Regions from separate parts of the Mus musculus genome. Here regions 1, 3, 4, 5, 6 and 7 are each linked to region 2. The links are chromatin contacts, called in public ChIA-PET, Hi-C and promoter capture Hi-C maps. All regions are on one chromosome and are shown on one strand. Each heading gives the region's core, a stretch centred on a gene start, on an enhancer-like site or on the middle of the called end of the contact. The rest is flanking DNA. Distances are from core to core; before and after follow the strand shown. Region 1 holds the start of Itm2b (integral membrane protein 2B). Region 2 overlaps Fndc3a (fibronectin type III domain containing 3A). Region 3 overlaps Rb1 (RB transcriptional corepressor 1). Region 4 holds the start of Lpar6 (lysophosphatidic acid receptor 6). Region 5 overlaps Rb1 (RB transcriptional corepressor 1). Region 6 holds the start of Med4 (mediator complex subunit 4). Region 7 has its middle 16 kb from the start of Itm2b.

The links. Promoter capture Hi-C pulls out the DNA fragments that hold promoters and counts their contacts. Hi-C and Micro-C count contacts between places; a contact is called where the count stands out from the background. ChIA-PET counts read pairs in DNA pulled down with a chosen protein or histone mark. Capture Hi-C pulls out chosen DNA fragments and counts their contacts.
Region 1: a promoter capture Hi-C map of liver shows a contact between it and region 2, with 3 times the contacts expected there. The contact joins the promoter of Itm2b here to the enhancer-like site in region 2. A contact is called at or near these places in 4 of 39 promoter capture datasets (the C10 cell line, liver and pre-B cells), 3 of 115 datasets of contacts at active chromatin or transcription factors (the NIH/3T3 cell line, embryonic stem cells and large pre-B cells) and 1 of 9 other capture datasets (embryonic stem cells).
Region 3: a contact with region 2 is called in a promoter capture Hi-C map of adipose tissue. The contact joins two enhancer-like sites. A contact is called at or near these places in 4 of 39 promoter capture datasets (cranial neural crest, frontonasal cranial neural crest, second pharyngeal arch cranial neural crest and 1 more), 7 of 115 datasets of contacts at active chromatin or transcription factors (the 230-238 cell line, astrocytes, bone marrow-derived macrophages and 4 more) and 2 of 9 other capture datasets (adipose tissue and pancreatic islet).
Region 4: a promoter capture Hi-C map of liver shows a contact between it and region 2, with 2.4 times the contacts expected there. The contact joins the promoter of Lpar6 here to the enhancer-like site in region 2. A contact is called at or near these places in 3 of 39 promoter capture datasets (cranial neural crest, liver and second pharyngeal arch cranial neural crest), 4 of 484 Hi-C or Micro-C datasets (B cells, Sertoli cells, bone marrow-derived macrophages and 1 more), 8 of 115 datasets of contacts at active chromatin or transcription factors (the 230-238 cell line, DN3 thymocytes, bone marrow-derived dendritic cells and 4 more) and 4 of 9 other capture datasets (adipose tissue, embryonic stem cells, liver and 1 more).
Region 5: an RNA polymerase II ChIA-PET map of effector CD8 T cells shows a contact between it and region 2, with 10 read pairs. The contact joins two enhancer-like sites. A contact is called at or near these places in 6 of 39 promoter capture datasets (the 3T3-L1 cell line, cranial neural crest, hippocampal neurons and 2 more), 2 of 484 Hi-C or Micro-C datasets (regulatory T cells and short-term hematopoietic stem cells), 14 of 115 datasets of contacts at active chromatin or transcription factors (acute myeloid leukemia, astrocytes, bone marrow-derived dendritic cells and 10 more) and 1 of 9 other capture datasets (adipose tissue).
Region 6: a contact with region 2 is called in a Hi-C map of B cells, with 13 read pairs. The contact joins the promoter of Med4 here to the enhancer-like site in region 2. A contact is called at or near these places in 2 of 39 promoter capture datasets (hippocampal neurons and pre-B cells), 1 of 484 Hi-C or Micro-C datasets (B cells), 4 of 115 datasets of contacts at active chromatin or transcription factors (astrocytes, embryonic stem cells, large pre-B cells and 1 more) and 1 of 9 other capture datasets (adipose tissue).
Region 7: a contact with region 2 is called in a promoter capture Hi-C map of liver. The contact joins two enhancer-like sites. A contact is called at or near these places in 1 of 39 promoter capture datasets (cranial neural crest), 2 of 115 datasets of contacts at active chromatin or transcription factors (embryonic stem cells and large pre-B cells) and 1 of 9 other capture datasets (liver).

The regions. Positions count from the first base shown.
Region 1 is chr14:73,383,916-73,386,615 of GRCm38.p6, forward strand. Itm2b (integral membrane protein 2B) reads right to left here and starts at 1,374. Exons shown (of 6, transcript NM_008410.3): 1 at 1,095-1,374. The coding sequence starts at 1,211.
Region 2 is chr14:72,601,736-72,604,435 of GRCm38.p6, forward strand. All of the region lies in intron 3 of Fndc3a (fibronectin type III domain containing 3A), which reads right to left. Among named protein-coding and RNA genes, the nearest start is that of Fndc3a, 110 kb to the right of the region's middle. Within about 2 kb of position 1,381, at least 368 of the 459 cell types and tissues checked have an H3K27ac peak or open chromatin away from gene starts, as enhancers often do. A contact at or near this core is called in the 230-238 cell line, B cells, DN3 thymocytes and 18 more, where this site is marked.
Region 3 is chr14:73,256,956-73,259,655 of GRCm38.p6, forward strand. The region is part of intron 17 of Rb1 (RB transcriptional corepressor 1); the gene reads right to left. Among named protein-coding and RNA genes, the nearest start is that of Lpar6, 20 kb to the left of the region's middle. Within about 2 kb of position 1,381, at least 22 of the 459 cell types and tissues checked have an H3K27ac peak or open chromatin away from gene starts, as enhancers often do. A contact at or near this core is called in adipose tissue, where this site is marked.
Region 4 is chr14:73,236,530-73,239,229 of GRCm38.p6, forward strand. Lpar6 (lysophosphatidic acid receptor 6) reads left to right here and starts at 1,362. Exons shown (of 1, transcript NM_175116.4): 1 at 1,362-2,700. The coding sequence starts at 2,072. All of the region lies in intron 17 of Rb1 (RB transcriptional corepressor 1), which reads right to left.
Region 5 is chr14:73,288,864-73,291,563 of GRCm38.p6, forward strand. The region is part of intron 4 of Rb1 (RB transcriptional corepressor 1); the gene reads right to left. Among named protein-coding and RNA genes, the nearest start is that of Rb1, 36 kb to the right of the region's middle. Within about 2 kb of position 1,263, at least 25 of the 459 cell types and tissues checked have an H3K27ac peak or open chromatin away from gene starts, as enhancers often do. A contact at or near this core is called in effector CD8 T cells and regulatory T cells, where this site is marked.
Region 6 is chr14:73,508,662-73,511,361 of GRCm38.p6, forward strand. Med4 (mediator complex subunit 4) reads left to right here and starts at 1,388. Exons shown (of 7, transcript NM_026119.3): 1 at 1,388-1,524; 2 at 2,494-2,560. The coding sequence starts at 1,400.
Region 7 is chr14:73,400,002-73,402,701 of GRCm38.p6, forward strand. No RefSeq gene overlaps it. Among named protein-coding and RNA genes, the nearest start is that of Itm2b, 16 kb to the left of the region's middle. Within about 2 kb of position 1,335, at least 91 of the 459 cell types and tissues checked have an H3K27ac peak or open chromatin away from gene starts, as enhancers often do. A contact at or near this core is called in liver, where this site is marked.

The sequences.
Region 1 (2,700 bases), core at 124-2,623, 780 kb after region 2:
AAAATCAACATGATGTTTGCTTTTAGCTGGAACGTTTCCAGAAAACATGTCCAAACAGCCCAGACTGCTATTATATATCCAAAAATTTTATAGGGTATTAGTGGCCTGTTTCTTTACAGTAATTTTCATTAGATCATTAAAAAACAAACAAACAAAAACAAAAACTCTCCTTACTACTTGTACCATGGACACAAACGACTGATTTTAAGTCAAAACTAAAATTACCCAAGTGACAATAGGTATTAAAAAGTGTTAGTGAAAAACGAAGCAGCACCCGCTGTTAGTATTCATAGGTATCAAATGTCAGAAGCCCTAAAAAGGCAAAAAGAAAACTTAGGCAAAAATTATATTTATATTTAAAAGAATATTACTGTACATCACTTTTAAAAATTGAATCCAGTGACAGCATCACTCAGTGCTAACCGGGGATGTGGTAACACAAAGGTTACCTATTTTGTAGGGATGGGAGCAAATTCCTATGTTTTGGTTCCAGTTTCACTTATTCAGAAGTACCCACAAAGAGGCTGATAAAAGTCAACTGTTGGGTTACATGGGAACAGCCACAATAGCAATTACTTTCACCTGGAATATTTGTTACAATAATAAAATCACCAGCCAGAAACTACTCCCAGTATACTGTTGTCTTCTCTCTCCAGACCCCAAGGTGTTCACCTGCCAACACCGAAGGCCATTTGTAGGCAAGGGAGTTTGTAAAAGAAAAGGGCTTTTAAAAAATGAAGATGCTTACAGTTGCTGGACTTAGTCCAAGTGCTGTTCAGCCTAGAAACGAAAGTAGGAAACAACAGAGGTTTAGGCTTGTTATGATGTCAGCCATTTTAGGCACAGTATTTATACTGGAAAAAAAGTGCCAAACTCGGTGGTGGCGGTGCCTGTCGCTGCAGGTTCCCGGGCTACCAAGCCAAGTGCAAAGCCGCGGGACCTCGTACACCTGTGCAACTGTCCCCTCGGGGGTCGCCAGGGCCAGGACCCCGCCCCGCTCGCTGCACACACACACACCACGGTACCCGGGAGCGGAGGACCGTCCGGGAAACCGTCCCCGCCGCCGGGACCCCGCCCGCGACCCCAGCCAGGACCTTGCAATCCACCGCCACGGCATCCGGAGGGACGATGAGCGCCTCCTCGCTGCTCTTGGGCTCGTCCTTCTTGGCCTCCTTCTGGGCCAGCGCCGAGTTGAACGTCACCTTCACCATGGTGCGGCCTGGGGCGCCCTAGGCGGCGACGGCGAAGGCTGGGGTCGCGGCTGGCAGGATCCCGGCTGCGAAGGCAGCCTTGTCGGCCGAGCTCAGGGCACGACTCTGCAGCGGAGGAGCGGACTGCGCGACAGCAGCAGCGGCTCAGTGCAGCGCGGTTTCCGGCCTCGCAGCTGGGGCGCGGGCGCAGGGCGGGGGCCCGGAGGGGCGGGGCCTTGAGCGGGGCGGGGCCTGGCTTCACGCCAGACCCTCCCTGGTTCCCCCCACCCCCACCCAGGACTCAGCGGGAATCTGGCCAGGCTTTGTGGAGGGCGCGCCTGGTTGAGCTAGGACTTGTTGCCCCTCTGGGCTGCCTGGATTTTCCGGTTCTGAATTTGCTTCCAACTAGTTCTCCTCAGGGGCCCAGTGTTGCAAGTTGATAAGAAAATGGGGTGAACTCTGTCGGTTGGCTACGTAGGATAAGTTAACTTCTGGTAGCACCAAATTCTCTTTGATTGTGAGCCCAAAGGCCATGGAATTTTTGTGTGAGAAAAACAAACAAACAAACCCAAAAGCTCCGTTTAATCATTTATTAGTAAGCGACTTAGTAGAGCATAGGAATATTTGAAGCACTGTGTCCTAGTGTCCTGGTGATCTGACTTATCTCCCACAGACCTCACCCTAAGGTGTTGCCTGGTTGACTAAGCTGGTCTTTTCTTCCTCCCTCAGAGGTCAGTTCCTGCCCAGCCTAATCTCAAGCCAATGACCAGGAACCCTCTTCATCCATTTGTATTCCTAAAATTCTAAACTGGTAAAACAAAATGTACCAACCGAGCTCATTTGTATAAGCAAGCCAAAACAAAACAAAACAAAAAACCATATTTGCCTTAGGCCAATCTGTGATTTGTGACAACGTACTTAGGACAAGTTCTTATTTTTCTTCAAAATAAAAAATTCTCCTTTTTTGAAGAGGTTTTTGCTTCTGGTTGACAGAAGACATTGGCCCACACACTGGGTTTACAGCCATGTCTCCAGATGGTCCTTTGGTCAAATGACTGATCCTGTAGCCTTCTCCATATCCTCTCCTTGTCCACCTACAGGAGTGTCTGTTGGCCAGAAGGATTCTGCTGTGTGAGCTCTGGCCTAGGCCAACCTTGAAGACAGCAGTTGAGACCAGAGTTCTTGAGCCCCTGGCTCTATTCAAGGAGGGAATTATCTTTATTTCTTTTTATTTTTAAATATTTAATTTTTATGCCTATGATTTTTTTTTTTTTTTTTTTTTTTTTTTTTTGCCTACATGTACCTGTGCCTAAGGAAGTCAGAAAAATGAGTCAAGTCCCGTGGAACTGGGGTTACAAATGGTTGAGAACCGCCATGCGGTTGCTGGGAACCAAGCCTTGGGTCTTCTGGAAGAGCAACAAATGCTTTTAACTGCCGAGCCGTCTCTCCATTCCCATATTTCTATTTTTGCCTCTGGGACTGAGTAGGACTCCGTTTCATGAAAGAGAAG
Region 2 (2,700 bases), core at 131-2,630:
TCCACAATGCTAGGATTACAGACATGTGCCACTGGACTCAGCTCACAGTTTACTTTGATAGCTGCTGGAACAAGTCATCATTTAGTTTCACAAAGGACTCCTTTATGACGTGATCACTTTGACTACTTAAGTAAATTTTCTAGTTCGGAGGCAGAAATGCCACACAGTTAGATTTTAAAAAGATAATTTATCAGTGCTATGTACATTTATCTAAAATAATGGTGGGATATATTCAACACTGAACACAAACCTGCCACACCCCCAATACATAGACAGTAAACACAAGTACTGATATTCAGATCCACAATGCTGGCAGCACCATGTTGCTTGTCCTGCATCAAACTCTAAACCCTGGACACTCACTGACACAATGCCTGACTACCTCTCAGGTCCAACAGTACTTTCTAACTCAGAAAGTTCTAGAAAATTAACTGCAAACTGTCTTAAATTTGTATGCAGCAAAGCAGACTGTGTCCAGGGAAGAAGCAAACCTGTTATAGGAGTACATAACATGTCCACCTGGCACAAGAAAGCTGTACCTGAACAACTGTAGCTACACCTAACAGCTCCTTCAGAATTGACAAGCTTTAGGCAAAAGCTACCCCAAAGCAGAGTGATTACATTACTGTTAAGGGCCTACTTATTTTTAAAATCTGCAAAAGTGGGTACAATTCTGTTTGTCATTTGCCTTAAATATGAAAAACTTCCCATCCCAATTCTTAAAGGTACCATCAATGATTTATACCTAGTTCATTTTACCTAACATAAACTAAACCTATCGTCTTTCTTAATCTACCATTCATATTCAATTTTTTCTTTATTTCTTTTAGAAAAAACCCAAAACTACAGATTTGTCTAAGCATTTAAAATTAAATAAACAACGGACTGCTGACTGCTGACTCCTGCCGCACACAATGGCTTCCAAATTACCTGATGCCAATTTTCTGATCAGTCTTAAAAGAGAAAAGACGAAAAAAATCAAGAGGCCAGCCAGAATGGGGCATGCTATGAGATTTAAAATCACTCTAGCTCATAGAGTCTACAATTTTCATAACCACATAACAATATGTAGTATTTCTAAAGCGAACAGATTTGGCACTAAAAACACACAACACGGCTTTAGGTTAATACAAAAGCTTCCTATGTTTTCAAATAAAAGCGAATGTTCAAAATCAGCAAATCTTACCACTCATTTTGTTTCTACAGGAGCAGCAGCCAGCGAACAAGAAAACCCAACAAGGAAACGGCGTAGTACACGTTAGCAGCTTTAATTGGAGAACAGTTTCGCTTTTTTTTTTTTTTCCTCAAAGCTGGTAAGAGGAAAAGATCCTTTGACCGAGTCACGTGACCGGTATCACATGACCCGCAGTGAACCGGGAAAGACCGGGAGAGGAAACAGCGCAGAGGGTACGCTGGGGCGCTACTGAAACAAAACACTTAAAGGCTTCTTCAGCTGCTTTCCTGACTGCAACGCGTTCTGCCTTAAGAGCCAAAGTAAACCCTAATCAAAAGAACCTGGTGGATAGGCACGCGATGGAAAACCATCCTCTTTGTGTTCGCGGTTTGACTAACGCAGCCTGCTGCTTTTTCACATAGAAAGATTGGGGTAAAATGAATTCAAAGCCTTGATCCAAAATATGAGTGTATAGTTTGTGATCATTTCATGCTCGATACTCAAGCTATGCCTATAACACACAGAGAATTGCCCACACAATAGAATTAAATGACAAGTTCCTTACAGGTGGAATATATTTCAGGCTTGTTTTGTTTTTCCTTAAAAGCTAATGAAGGCTTCTGCTTTTATAGTCAGTGTACTTTGTTTTTAGTGATTATTTTAAAAATAGAACTTACTCTTGACATTAAGGAAAGATCCTTGGTGGATAGTATTCTTAAAGCAGGAATGTGAAAAATACTCAGTTAATTGAGGTGAAAACTTATTCTTTTGGAAAAAAAATACGCCCCGTAAATTACTTAAGAGGGCATATAAGTTCAGAGGAACTTTATCAACTGCTTACATACACAAGCAATGGCTGGGATCTGTGACACGCACCACAGTGGGGAAGATGGATTTGGGTACTAGGTGATACTAAAAGTTAAAATGAGCTCCGATACTTACTAGCATGGCAAATGTACTACTATTGGGCTCTGTCTCCTGTGGAAAGGTTAAAATGATCAACCTCAAAGCACTGTTGCAGAATCAAGTTAGACAAACTAGTACATGAAATACACTGTTTAGGACCTCTCAGTAACTGATAGTTATTGTAAGTAAAAGTATGATCGCTGACTCTCAAAACTAAAGATTACACAGTGAGACGAACCATGTGGAGTGTCCTACTTGTTAACGCAAACTGAGGTATCATTACTAGAGAAGCTGAGGCAGGAGCAGATAAGTAACTTGAGGGTACATAGGCAAAGGCAGGGTTGCTTCATATAATCACATGTTAAAGGCCAGGCCCTATTTAAAGGCCCAGTGTCTTTCCTGAAGAAGAAAAAAAAAAAAAAAAAAAAAAAAAAAACCTGGCAGGACACACCCCTGGCAACTTGACTCAATAAAAGCAAGTCAGAGGCCAGAGGAGAAGAGACACTGGTTTAAAGTGGAAAAGGGTAATAGCTGACCTTTTATTCCATTATGAATGCATTTCCCCTGAGGCTGTGGGATGGGCGCTTACTTCCCTGTTCTCTCTCACTGCGCCACTCTGC
Region 3 (2,700 bases), core at 131-2,630, 660 kb after region 2:
CACTGATGTAAAACTTCTAGAAGCTGAGCATGGTGGCATGCTTATAATCCCAGAAGCTGGGATACAAGGCAGAAAGACTGTTCTGAACAATGACTGCAGCACAAACAGGTTACAGGAGACTCTGCCTCAAAAGAACCAAAAAAAAACAAACACACAACAAACAAAAATCAGAGAGAATAGAGGAGTGGGGGAAGGGACAAAAAGGAAAGAGGAAGATGAGAGACAGAGAAATGAAATATTTCAAATGTCTCAAAGAAAGATTATTATCCAACTGATGACAATAAAAACCCAGATCAAGATCCAATGATGCACTGCCTTAGGGCGATACGCATTCACTTGAAGAAAATGACACAGATAAGTTACAAACTAAATAAAGGGAGAGAGAGCCATATCGCTATTAACGGAAGAAAGCTGAAACACGTTTCCTACGTGAGACAGCTGTTGCACAATGTATCACCAGACAGAGCATTTTTCATAGAGATTAGCAACTCAGACAAAGAACATTACAAGTTTAATTTTTCCAGGCCTTTAGCCTCTGCCCACCTAGGCCCCTCTGCACAGAAATCTTAGTTCCTTGTTCACATTGCTCCTTGCTACACACGTCCTGCCTGGGTGGCTCTGACCCTCTCAGTCTCTTAGTTCCTGAATCTCTTCTTTGCAGAGTCTTCATCTCCATTCCTATTCAGTCTGCTCTCTCCTGAGATCATTTGTGTGAATATAAAAATGCCTGTTTCTTAATATTACACTGAAACTTTTCATTTTTCTGTCAATCACGTCGTCACTTCAAATGTCACCAAACATTTCTGCTGATATAAATCTATACTTCATTAGGCTCCATGCAGGTACAACTTCCAGTCTTGACCCTAAACTCACTGGCAAACACCCTCCAATCCCTGGCTGCACTGTTGCTCTACTGCACCTCCATAGCTGTACTCCAAGGCCTGACTGCACCTAATAACTACCTTTTCTAATCTTGCAAGATGATTCTGAGGAAAGAATGCCATCATACAGAGCAGTGGTACAACTGCAGAGAATTCGTTTTTGCCCTCAAAATGGCCTGGAATTGTGCAGGGCAATTCTTTTGTCCTTCGCCAGTCCACTCCACTCTCTCTATCAAGTCCCATAGTAACACCTGCCAATCGTAAGCACCCTCAAACTTTCAGTGCCACTTCAGCCTCTCCACCCCAGCCATTTTTATCAAATAAATAAATAAAAAAGAAAAGCTATTAATTGGAGACCTCCTCAATTTCCTGCCAGGGCAGACTTACTTGCAGTGTTTCCCACTTTTCCCATTTGCCACAACAGTATTTTGCAACCCACATGCTCTTCTGAAATGTGACCTTGATTCTCTTTAAACAGGAGGTGGCATCTGTTTCCCCATCCCCTCAAGTTGGCAAGCACTGTGACTGTTTTGACCAGCATGCAATTTCCAGATGTGGTCCTCTTAGAAGCCTTTTGGCGGCCAGCTTCTATGTCAAAGTGTGCCTACTCTAAAACCAGATGCTCTGAGGAAACACAGCACTCGTATTAGACCAGAGGCTAATGGGGTGGGATGCAGAGCCAGGAAGAATCACGTGTGAGAGGGTCAGTAACACCTAGGCCCAGCAGTGAAGGGATCTCAGCGGCAGAGCTACTGGCCCAGACTGCTGTACCACAGGGTCAGACAGCAAGTACCCTGTAAGCTATTCCCAAAGCCTGTCTTTTCACAAAATCATGAGCAACATAAAACAACCATTTGCACTACCACTTCCTAGCAATAGAAAACACTGTAGTTGTTGTTGTAGTTGGTTTTTTTCCCATAACATTACATCCTCTCTCTTCAGGTTTCTTGTTTGTTTGTTTGGTTTGTTTTGTTTTTCAAGTTAGCCCTGGCTGTCCTGGAACTCACTCTGTAGACCAGGTTGGCCTTGAACTCAGAAATTTGCCTACCTCTGCCTCCCAAGTGCTGGGATTAAAGGCATGCACCACCACACCCTGGTCTCTCTCTTCAGTTTTAAAAGACAGTCTTTCCTGGGTTGGCATTGCCATAGTGGTGTGCCACTTCTGCTCTCTGTACTCTTAGCTCACTGTGACTACTCCATTTACTAGTCCTCTCTATTCTTACTATGGACTTCCTTGCTGCTAGAGTTCTCAATCCTTCTGGATGCTTCTACCGTGTCTGAAGTAGGCATGCACTCCTTGAGACCATACACTCTCCCACTCATGCTTTTAACTCCTCTCTCAGTGTTCAATTTCACTTTCTTTTGTAGTTGGAATATTTTCTTTCCTGTATATCCTTTTGATCTTAGAGCTCCCTGGCCTTCTATCTGTAGCCTTCTTTCCCCAAATTACATTATCTCCTTAATTGATATTACCTATTTTCTAAATAGGTACTCAGCCTTGGACAAAGCACATCAGGATTCAAACGGAACCTCTGCCACTTAGCTTGTATGGTCTGGGGAAATATAACAAGCTTCTCTAGGTATTCATTTCCTCATCTAGAATATTACCACTTGGTAGACTACTATCAGAATGCAGTGATCAATTTTTAAAACTGTAGTAACATTCAGAAAGTACTTACCAAACTGGCCAGCATAAGATAATTTGGCAGTAAAGATTGGTAATGTTTATTATATATGTCTGGTAGCTTTCACATTCATATTCCTAGCCTGAGATTCTTTCCTAATCTCAACTCATACATACAATTGACCTCAATTTGAA
Region 4 (2,700 bases), core at 112-2,611, 630 kb after region 2:
GAGATCTGGTGCCCTCTTCTGAACTGTAGGTGTACATGCAAGCAAAACACTGTATACATAATAAATCGTTTTTTAAAATGACAATAAGGAAACTTAAAAGTGGATCACTCAAATTTTATATTTTTCCTAAAATAACTATTAACAGAAAAGTTTCTTCATGGAGAAGAAAATGTTATTAAGTGTCCCTTTTTTCATTACTGCACTCAAAGTTCCCATCTTCCAATAGGAACACATTTGCATCTGTTTTCCACACCAAAACCAAAGCAAAGAAGTTCAGACCCTCAATCTTTACCGCCTATAAGACTGTATTATTTGATCATAGATGACTTCCTAATCAAAACAATAAAAAGATTATAATTCACCATCAAAAGTAATCAAATTTAAAAGGTATAGAACACATGATACATGCTCTTAAGTATACATCTTAATATGTAAACTAAGGTGTCTATAGAGAAACTTGCTCTGAAATGCCTTCACTGACCCCAAATGAAGGGTTTCAGCTTCAAATTTAGAGATGAAAGTAGATCTGGAATATACCCCAACACACAGCCAACATGTAAAAGAAACTGAAGGGAGAGACGGAGGAAAGGAGAATAAAATCATGGAAACTACATTTAGACAAACAGTAGAACTGAGATTCTCTGCTGTAAGTTATTTCAATTAACTCAGAAGGGGGGAGCCCGTTTTACAAAGCACACTTTCCCACTATGCTTATATTAAGTTGTGGGCAAAAGACTGACACTGTACTAAAAGTAAAAGTTTTGGAGTACTATTCTCACTACTGAGTTATAATCCTCCGGGGGGGGGGCATACTTAATGTAGTCTTTGGTGTATTAAAATTGAACTAGCTCTAGAAAATTAGTTTCAAAGAAAAATGTTAGAACATTATTTATCAAAAACTAAAGAGATCCAGGATTAAAGCTACTCACAATCATGCCAATTAAGTTAAATGCTGGAGAGCAATTAAAAAACACCAGATACTAAGAGAAGCAGGACTGCCTGCCTCAGTCAAAGGCTTTATATAAACTCTTAAGGTTCTGCCTTCAGGCACAAACAGTTCTTTAATGTGCCACTCATATCGCCTACATTTCAATTTATAAACATATATACACCCATCTGCATTTTATTTCTTTAAAGAAGGCAATATCCCAACTACAAGAGCAATAGAAGAGAAAGAATCTACCTTATGTTTCTTTCTTTCTCTTACTTATTACTAACTAAAGCAAATCAAACCACTTTGGAGAAGTTGTCAGAATCCCCGGAAAGCATTTTGGCATAAAAAGAGTTAACACCCAACTCAGCTGGGCAGCCAGTGACCATTTGCAAGCCTCCTAGGTACATTCCCAGCAGACACATTATCAGATTAAAGGAACTGCAAACAACTGGGTTGAAGCCTTCCTTTGTCCAAACCCAGCCTCTTCTTCCTGTGATGTCATATTACAAATCTGGGAAGGCTTTCTTGCTCACTTCAGAGACAGCCCATCTCACAATACAGCTGGCAACCTCCGAAAGGCCTCTCCATTCAGCAAGCGCGAACATGCTTAGGAATTTATCTGGGATCCCTTAAACGACTGCCTATCGCCGTCCGGAATCAATGTAGAAATACAAAGTTTGAGAATAAAAAGAAGGAAGAAGTACCCGAGGACGACGGGCGGACGGACGCACGGCGAGTGTTTGTGACTGAAGTAAAGCTGGTTTGGACCCTGGCGGCTGAAGCACAAGTTTCCACGCGGACTGGTCTGGTCCGACTTGGAACAGTTTTTCCTTACACTTTCAGCTTTATGGGTTGGCTTCCTTGACTGCATTTTCTGTCAGTTAACTAAACTCCAGACTCATGGATTTTCTCGACCAGAAAATCAGACTATTTTCCTGAATAATCTACTAGAAACTTTTACGGAACACATTTCATGTTTCCTTTGAAGAGTTAAGAGAAGAAAGTATTTGTAAGAACAGGAAAAGAAACAAATACTTTGCAAATAAACTGGCTGCTGCTGTGACCACATCTGAATAGCAAAGGCGATCGATCAAGCGCTGCGGACAAAAGGCCTCCTGTAAGCTGCACTGCCTGACAATGGTAAGCTCCAATGGCTCCCAGTGCCCTTATGACGACTCCTTTAAGTACACTCTGTACGGGTGCATGTTCAGCATGGTCTTCGTGCTTGGGCTGATATCCAACTGTGTTGCGATATACATTTTCATCTGTGCCCTCAAAGTGAGAAATGAAACTACAACGTACATGATTAACCTGGCAATGTCAGATTTACTTTTCGTCTTTACTTTGCCATTTCGGATTTTTTACTTTGCAACACGGAATTGGCCATTTGGAGATCTACTCTGTAAGATTTCAGTAATGCTGTTTTACACCAATATGTATGGAAGCATTCTGTTCTTAACCTGTATCAGTGTAGATCGATTTCTGGCAATTGTCTACCCATTTAAGTCAAAGACTTTAAGAACGAAACGAAATGCAAAGATCGTTTGCATTGCTGTGTGGTTCACAGTGATGGGAGGAAGTGCGCCTGCAGTTTTCTTTCAGTCGACCCACTCTCAGGGGAACAATACCTCAGAAGCCTGCTTTGAGAACTTTCCAGCGGCCACATGGAAAACTTATCTCTCCAGGATTGTGATTTTCATTGAAATAGTGGGCTTTTTTATCCCTCTCATTTTGAACGTAACTTGTTCTAGTATGGTGCTAAGAAC
Region 5 (2,700 bases), core at 13-2,512, 690 kb after region 2:
CAAAATGCCATCTCATATCACCATGTTCTAAGATAAAAGAACCGGCTTCTGTCACTCACTGTTAAATCAAAACCAATGACCAGACCAGACTGTTAGCTCAGTGGGTAACTAACCAATAAGCCACATATATCTCTATAGTTTACCCTATAATAAACAAGCTTTGGCATTGCAATCTTCATACTCCAGAAAACTGTACAAGTAGAATGGGAAACGGAAACCTTGATTTGATTCAAAGCCACCAACTTAATTAAAGCTAAATTATTCCAAAAGACTAGTCAATAAAAATCTTAAGTTACAAAGTGCAGGGCAGCCTTGTAAGGCCAAATCAGACTATGCCATTCCCCAGTGTAAAAGCACTCAGCATTTCCACTGTGCAGGGCACAGCTAGCTTGCTCCTGCCCAGCCCCCATCCTACCTTCCATACATCAGCGCTCAAAGCACATCCAGTCACTGTTTTGGTGTGCACATGCTCAGCACATGCCTGACACGCCCAGTTCCTGTCCCCACTCATTTTTCTGGATACATTTCTATTTCTAATCCCTATTCAGAACTTCCTCCTTCTCTTTTTCCTTAGTAGAAATCAACAGTACCGCCTTCTCACCTAGCTAAGATCCATGACGTACTGCATCATTTCTACTTAAACGCGGTACTCTTCAATCCAGCATCACAGCCATTACTGCATTTTCACGTGGACATGTTGTGGCATGTGCACATGTACACATGTATGTGGAGGCCTGAGACTGATGTCAGGGATATTAAATTGTTCTTTCATCTTATTCTTTGAGGGCAGGATCTCTTGATCAAACTCAGAGCTCATGGAGATAGCAGGGTACTAACAGTTAATTCTTTTTTTTTTTTAAGAATTATTTATTTATCTCATGTATGTGAGTACACTGTCGCTGTCTTCAGAAACACCAGAAGAGGGCATAGGATCCCATTACAGATGGTTTTGAGCCACCATGTGGTTGCTGGGAATTGAACTCAGGAACTCTGGAAGAGCAGTCAGTGCTTTTAACCGCTGAGCCATCTCTCCAGCCCCTAACAGTTAATTCTTGATGTAGCTTGTTAATTTGATTACAACAAAACAGCTGACATCATACATTTTCTTAAAGTATATTCCATAAACACTTCTTGTATGAGATCTTAACTGATGTTAAATGGCATTATGGTTTGTGGTTTGAATGTGAAATATCCCCACAAGGATCACACTTGAGAAAGAGAGTCACCGGTGGGGTGGGGGTGGGAGTTACGGCTTTAATAGCCAAAACCCACTTCCTGTTCATGCACTCTGCTTTCTTTTGAGGGATGCCATGTGGTCAGGAGCCTCCTGTTCTGCCACCATGCTTTCCAGGTCTGCTGCCACATCTTCCTCACTGTGACAAACTGTATCCCTCTGGAACTGTAGGTCAAAGTAAACCCTTTCTCCCTTAAATTGTTCCTGTAGGAGTATTTTATCGCAGCAACAGAGAGTAACTAAGGCAAATGTAAATATTAGTCATTTAGAAAATGCTTAACTCAATCAAACTTCTAAATATCGTGCATTGCCTTGGTGTTTTGTGACTGTCTAAGAGGGAATACAATATGAAAATACAGTATTATGCAGTGTTTTCCAAATAGACAATGTCTTATTTTCTTCTTTAAAAACCTAATAAATATTTGGGCCTGTGAGATAGCTGAGTGGGTACAGATGCTTGCTGCTGGGCCTGGCAATATAAGTTTGAAACTGAGACCCACGTGGTAGAAGGAGAGAGCCAACTCTTTCAAGTTGCCCTCTACTCTTCACAACTGTGCTATAGCCCACATTTGCCCACATACACACACACACACACACACACAAATTAAAAGCTATCATGAAAGCACTATTTATATATTATCTCAATTAAAACATTAACAGGTGTGTGATGGCTATACTTGATCATCACCTTGACCTCATCTGGAATTAACTAAAATTCAAAAGTCCGTTATCTTTAGGAGGAGAAAACACACCTTTAACCCAAATCTAGTCTGGGTCACACCTTCTGCTGGGAGTCTATATAAGGGAGAGGAAAGCTTTTGTTCTTTGCCTGCTTGTCCTCCCCTTGCTAGCAAGTCCATTCCTTCATTGCCACTAGAGCCTACTTCAGGATCCCAGCATATGCTGAAGACCAGCTGAGACATGCAGTTTTGTGGACTGAGTGCATAACTACTAGATTCTTGGACTTTCCATTCATAGTTAACCATTCTTAGATTAGCTGGACTGCAGCCTGTAAGCCATTCTAATAAATTCCCTTTGGATATAGATCTAGAGATATAGATACAGGTCCATTCTATGAGTTCTGTTACTATAGAGAGCCCTGACTAATAGGTACTCTCATTAACTTGATTTAGACATTAGAAAACTATGTACCCAAGTTAGGTAACTCATTTATCCAAGATTACATAGTATATACTCAGGATCAGGTTAGAATGCAGACCTGAGTGACTGCTTCTCCTCTAAGCTCTACTGTAACCCCCTTCCTTCTCTCTCATAGATAATAGCTACTGTTTTTGATAGAGAACAAGAAGGATGGATGATGAGCCTCTACCCTCTCTGTTGTAAGGGCACCTTGTACTTGATAATACAGTAAGGCATCTATGCATATTTACTATGAACAGCTCATTGGGAACACACTCTAATGGTTGTCTATTGAGTAGCCCCAATTCAGGTGACACTTCACGAGG
Region 6 (2,700 bases), core at 138-2,637, 910 kb after region 2:
ATTTTCTTGAATGACAGTTTACACTATTGATTCATTCATTTCAACAGTCACCTTGAATAAAGAGCAGAGCAGTTTGTTGGAAGATATACAGGCCTAAAGATGAGTTCCGAAAACCAAGAAGGTAACCCAGCTAAATGCCATCTGATAGGGGGTACGGTTAGCACATACAGGAAGTATTATTCAGACTTCAAGGGAGGGGTATTCTGGCACCTATTCCAATGTACATGAACCATGATAGCATTATGCTAAATGAATCAGCCTGCTATAGGGGCTCAGCATTCAGTAGGCTGTAATGAGAAAGTGAGTTCCTTCTTAGTTTAGGACTAGTTTACACAACAAGATTCGGTCTGAAAAGAAGGAAAGAAAGAAAGAAAGAAAGAAAGAAAGAAAGAAAGAAAGCAAGCCAACCAAACAAAGCCCAAATCCCCCAAAACCAAAAAATAATAACAAGCAAACCCCCAAGCCCCAAACTAGAACATGTGATTCTACTCATTCAAAATGCATAGAATAGCCAGACAAACAGAAAGTACAGTGTGGTTTTCAGGAACGGGAAGTCAGACCTTCATGAGCACACCTTTTTTACATTTTACAAGTTGAAGAGTTTTGGGGATGTTATTTAGCCGCAATTTTTTGTTTGTTTGTTTTGTTTTGAGACGAGGTTTCTCTGTGTAACCCTGGCTGTCCTGGAAGTCACTCTGTGACCAGGCTAGTCTCTAACTCAGGAGATCTGCCTGCCTCTGCTTCCTTGAGTGTTGGGATTAAAGGCATGCCTCACAACTGCCTTGCTTAACAGCAATTTAGTGGCAGTGAACCCTACACATACAATGGTTAAGATACTGAATTTTAGTAGCGGGGCATGGTGGTACACCCCTTTAACCCCAGGACTCGAGATGCAGGCAGATCTCTTGAGTTCGAGACCAGCCTGGTCTATAGGCCAATTATATGTATTTTGCTACCAAACAACGGAATGGGGAGGGAAGAAAAGATTTTACTTCCTGCTCTAAGTTTACTACAACTTCACGAGAGACCAAACTTGATGGCTGGGATTTTATCGGAATACAGACAAAATAGAAGTTAATAATTATGTAATTTCCCCAGTTTAAAAAAAAAATCTTTTGTTAGAAGCCTTCCACTGATGCTGAGGAAATAAAACCCAGGAGACTGGGAACTGCATCTCTCATCCTGGGTCCGGTTGGAGCATGTCAGATTGGAACGAGTCACAAGCCCTCCTTTGCCCTGTAGATGGCGCTAGAACTGTAGTGCACCTCCAGGCACATAGGCGGCGCTCTAGCCGGACCTCTCCGTCCCGACCTCTATTACTCTTCTTTCCTTCTTCCGGTTCCGCCCCTCCTGTGGCTAGCTCACACTGCGCATGCGACGGCTGGTGGTCAGCGGGGCGATGGCGGCTTCTTCAAGTGGTGAGAAGGAAAAGGAGCGGATGGGAGGCGTTTCGGGAATGGCCGGCCTTGGCAGTACGCGAGAGCGGCTTCTGTCTGCGCTGGAAGATCTGGAGGTCTTGTCGAGGTAACCGCGGCCCGGGAGCCTGCTCCGGCCGGCTCGGCTGTGGGCGCTGACTTGGGTAGGCGGGCTTGGGAGGCTCCGTTGGACGTGGGGTCTAGGGCCTTCGGGGGCTTTGGGCCGCATTTCCCCGCCAAGGGGACATCTCAGTCACATGACCTGGAAACCAAGGCAGTCAAAACTTTAGTAGCCGGTAAGAGGGGCAGATCCGAGCCCCCTCAGTCATTGACACGCAACAGACATTTAAAAGCACGCTTCCCCCCAGTAGTCAAGGGGAGGCTAGATGCCAACACGAAGGAGCCCAGGGTGACAGGAGAGACAAATGTGTTAAAACGCTATGGACCAGATTTCTAAGGGTTGAGCCGCAGCCTCCTGCAGTCCACCGATGGGATTCCTATTCTGGTGGTAGCAGGGCACACGTCCCCAAGAAATGGGCTGCTAGTCAAATCAGATTTGTTAGGCGTCTGATAGATAGCCCATCATCTGAAAAAGCCTGGAAACATCAGGCAGGGCACAGTGGGGTTGGCTGGTGTGTGGCCGAGATAGAGTAAATTGGATGTCACACTCCACATCGTCGTGATAGTCTTAAATCTATCAGTTGAAGTCTTATCAAGGGAAGGCAGCCATGGCCACCGTCTTACAAGAAAACATAATTTACACAAATGGCAGCACTATTGGCCTACAGACCTACATAGTTGAGTCAGGAGGTTTTCTTGTAAATCACAGCTGAGTCTTTATCACGTGCAGTTAGCCAGCGAATGCTGAAGTGTTTGTAGTCACCATGAGAGTCCAGCATGTTAGGAGGACCATAAACCCAACAATCGGTTGGGGCAGGGAGCAATTTAAACAGTTTCTTTTGTGTTTCTACTGTGTTATGAAAAGGTTTCACTAGATATCTGAGGCTGGTCTGAGTCCTCCCAAACACTGAGTTTACAGGCAAGTATCACCATACCGTGATGGGTGTTTTTCTTTTAGGGAACTCATAGAAATGCTTGCAATTTCAAGAAATCAGAAGCTATTACAGCTGGAAGAGGAAAACCAGGTAAACTTTTTGTTGTTGTTTGTTTGTTTTTTATTAAAAAGTTATTAATGCCGGGCAGTGGTGGCTCGCACCTTCAATCCCACCACTTGTGGGGGAGTGGCAGGTGGATCTCTGACTTCCAGGTCTACAGAGGGAGTTCT
Region 7 (2,700 bases), core at 85-2,584, 800 kb after region 2:
ACAGCCAGCCTGCATTTAACCCTGTGCCAACACAGTTGAAGCAGAATGTTCCTCCGTGCGGCTGCTCCTCTGAGGGAACTTTTCTCAGCCAGCAGGGCCAGGGCAGGAGGGAGCTGCGGAAACCTAACAGACACAGAGAGAACCTAAACGGAGGTTTTAGTCTCACGCATCCTGTGCCTTTTTTTTTTTTTTCAGCTGCTATTTTAAAAACTAAACATTACATTTGTGGTTGAATTCTTTTCCAGGTTTAAGAAAAGAAAACAATATGATCGTGAAAAGAGAAGAGTTTAGATGGAGTTAATGACCTTGCAAATGCAGACTCTTTTCTTCCTTGGTTTAAAAACAAACAGGGGGAAAAAGTGGTCAAAGAGCAGGGGAAGGCCTTTGTCTGTCTGGTGTCCTGAGCTGGACCCACAGTGAGCCGAACAAACAGACCTTATCTCACGGAAGCCCAGCAAGCATCCCACCCCCACCCCCACCCCCACCCCTGCCCCCACATCCCGCCCCCCCAAGCCTGGCCAGCCCAAGGGACGTCTGCTTTGCTGCACAATCATATCTTCTGTTAATTGGTGTCTGAGGCGATTTTGCTTACTCTTAAACTTTATTAAAACTAAACTATTTTCATAATCTTAATAAGAAAAGGAAAGGAGTTTTAATTAGAAATGCTTTAGACTGTTTTATGTGATTGTAACAGAATACTTGAAGTCAAGTAATTTATTAAAAGAAAGAAAGAAAGAAAGAAAGAAAGAAAGAAAGAAAGAAAGAAAGAAAGAAAGGAAGGAATTAAGAAAGGGAGAGAAAGAGAGAGAGAAAGCAAGCAAGCAAGCAAGCAAGCAAGCAAGCAAGCAAGCAGGGTAGCCCTGACCATCATGGGTGACACGAGATTCTGTCTTTTTTTTTTTTTATTAGCTTATCTATTATGTATACAGGGTTTTGTCTTATGCCAGAATTGGGCATCAGATCCTAGTATGGATGGTTGTGAGCCACCATGTGGTTGTTGGGAATTGAACTCAGGACCTCTGGAAGAGCAGCCAGTGCTCTTAGCCTCTGAGCCAACTCTCCAGCCTGTGACCTTGTCTTTAAAAAGAAATGGGTGTGTTGGCTTATGATTTTGGAGGTTGTGAAATGGCATCTATGTAGGTTTTGTGCTCTGTCATAGTGTGATGGGGCAGTGCACAAAGAGAGCAGGTGTGGATGAGAGACTGGGTCCCCTTCTCATCTTATGATGAGAAAATCATCATCCCCGCAATCCTGTGTCCATGACCTATAACCCCAGCTACATCCCTACCTCGCAATCCTGTGAAAAAAGGAAGTTGAAGATCGCTTCCCACACAGTAGCATTGGGGAGACACATCCCAACCTCCACAGAGAGCCAAGAGTTTCCTTGTGGCTTTGAAAACAGTCTTACTGCACTGCTGGTCCAAAGAATACTTTGCTTTGGTGGTAGATGGCACAGGAAGCCCTTTCCCCATCCCAGACCCTGCTGTCATCACACAGCATGTTGCTACAGGCTCCTGCTTCCCAGATAGCCCAACCCAGAGGTGAAGAGTGAACCTGAGCAGAGGGGCATCTGGTAGACAAGAGATTCTTGAACTTCATTAGGAAATTAGTCAAGATAGCCAGGAACAGAGATATGGCTGTAATCTTAGAACTCGGGAGGTTGGGGCAGGAAGAGCTCAGCTGGGGCTGCATAGTGAGCCTGTCTCAAGACCGAGAAGAAGAAACATTTACTTCAAGTGGAGCATAACGGGCACCAAGAGGTGTGTTTCCTTTACCAGCAACAATGTGTCATAGATAATGGTGTCCTTCCACTGAACTGGAAGACAGGGAAGGCTTCAGGAAATCAGCTACACTCTTCTTTTTCTCTTTTCTTTCTGTTCCATTTTGTTTTTTGTTTTTTGTTTTGTTTTTTCCATAACAGGGTTTCTCTGTATTGCTGGCTGTCCTGGAACTCACTCTGTAGACCAGGCTGGCCTACACCTCAGAGATCCTCCTGTCTCTCCCTCCCAAGTGCTAGAATTAAAGGCGTGCGCCACCACTGCCCAGCCATCTGCTACATTTTAAGCTTCCCGGTGTGTTGCTCTTCAGCACCATGACAGTTTTCTATCACTGCTCTAATAAATCATCATAAGTGTGGCTGGAAAAAAAAAAAACAGAGAGCTGTTCTTACAGAGTTGGGGGTGGGGGTGGGGGCACAGAAGTCACAACACTGTATCTCCCCTGAGATCAACATTTTGAAGGAACTGTGTTCCCTACAAATACTTCAGAAGTGAAGCTGTCCCTCCCTGCTTTCAGTTTCAGACAGCTGCTGACATTGTAGTTTGCGGCCATTTATTTACTTCTTGAAGCAAAGGCTCACGTAGCTAGGCTGGTCTTAAAGTCCTGATCTTCCTACCCCTGCTTCGCAGGCGTTGGGATAGCAAGCATGCAGCCCCACATCCTGCTGTCATTTCCAGTGTGTATGAACCCAAGTTCAGGTCCCTAGCTCACCACAAAGCCAGGGTGTGGCTGAGGAATTCCTTCACTAAGGAAGGTGGGGCCAAGAAGCCTAACCAAACCCCGTCAAGCTCCGGGTCCAGTGAATAACTCTGTCAGGGATAAGACAGAAAATGATTGAGCAGGATACCTGATGACCTCCTATGGCCTCCAAAGATCACCACCCCCATGAACACGTATATACAAATAGCACAGAGCAAACAA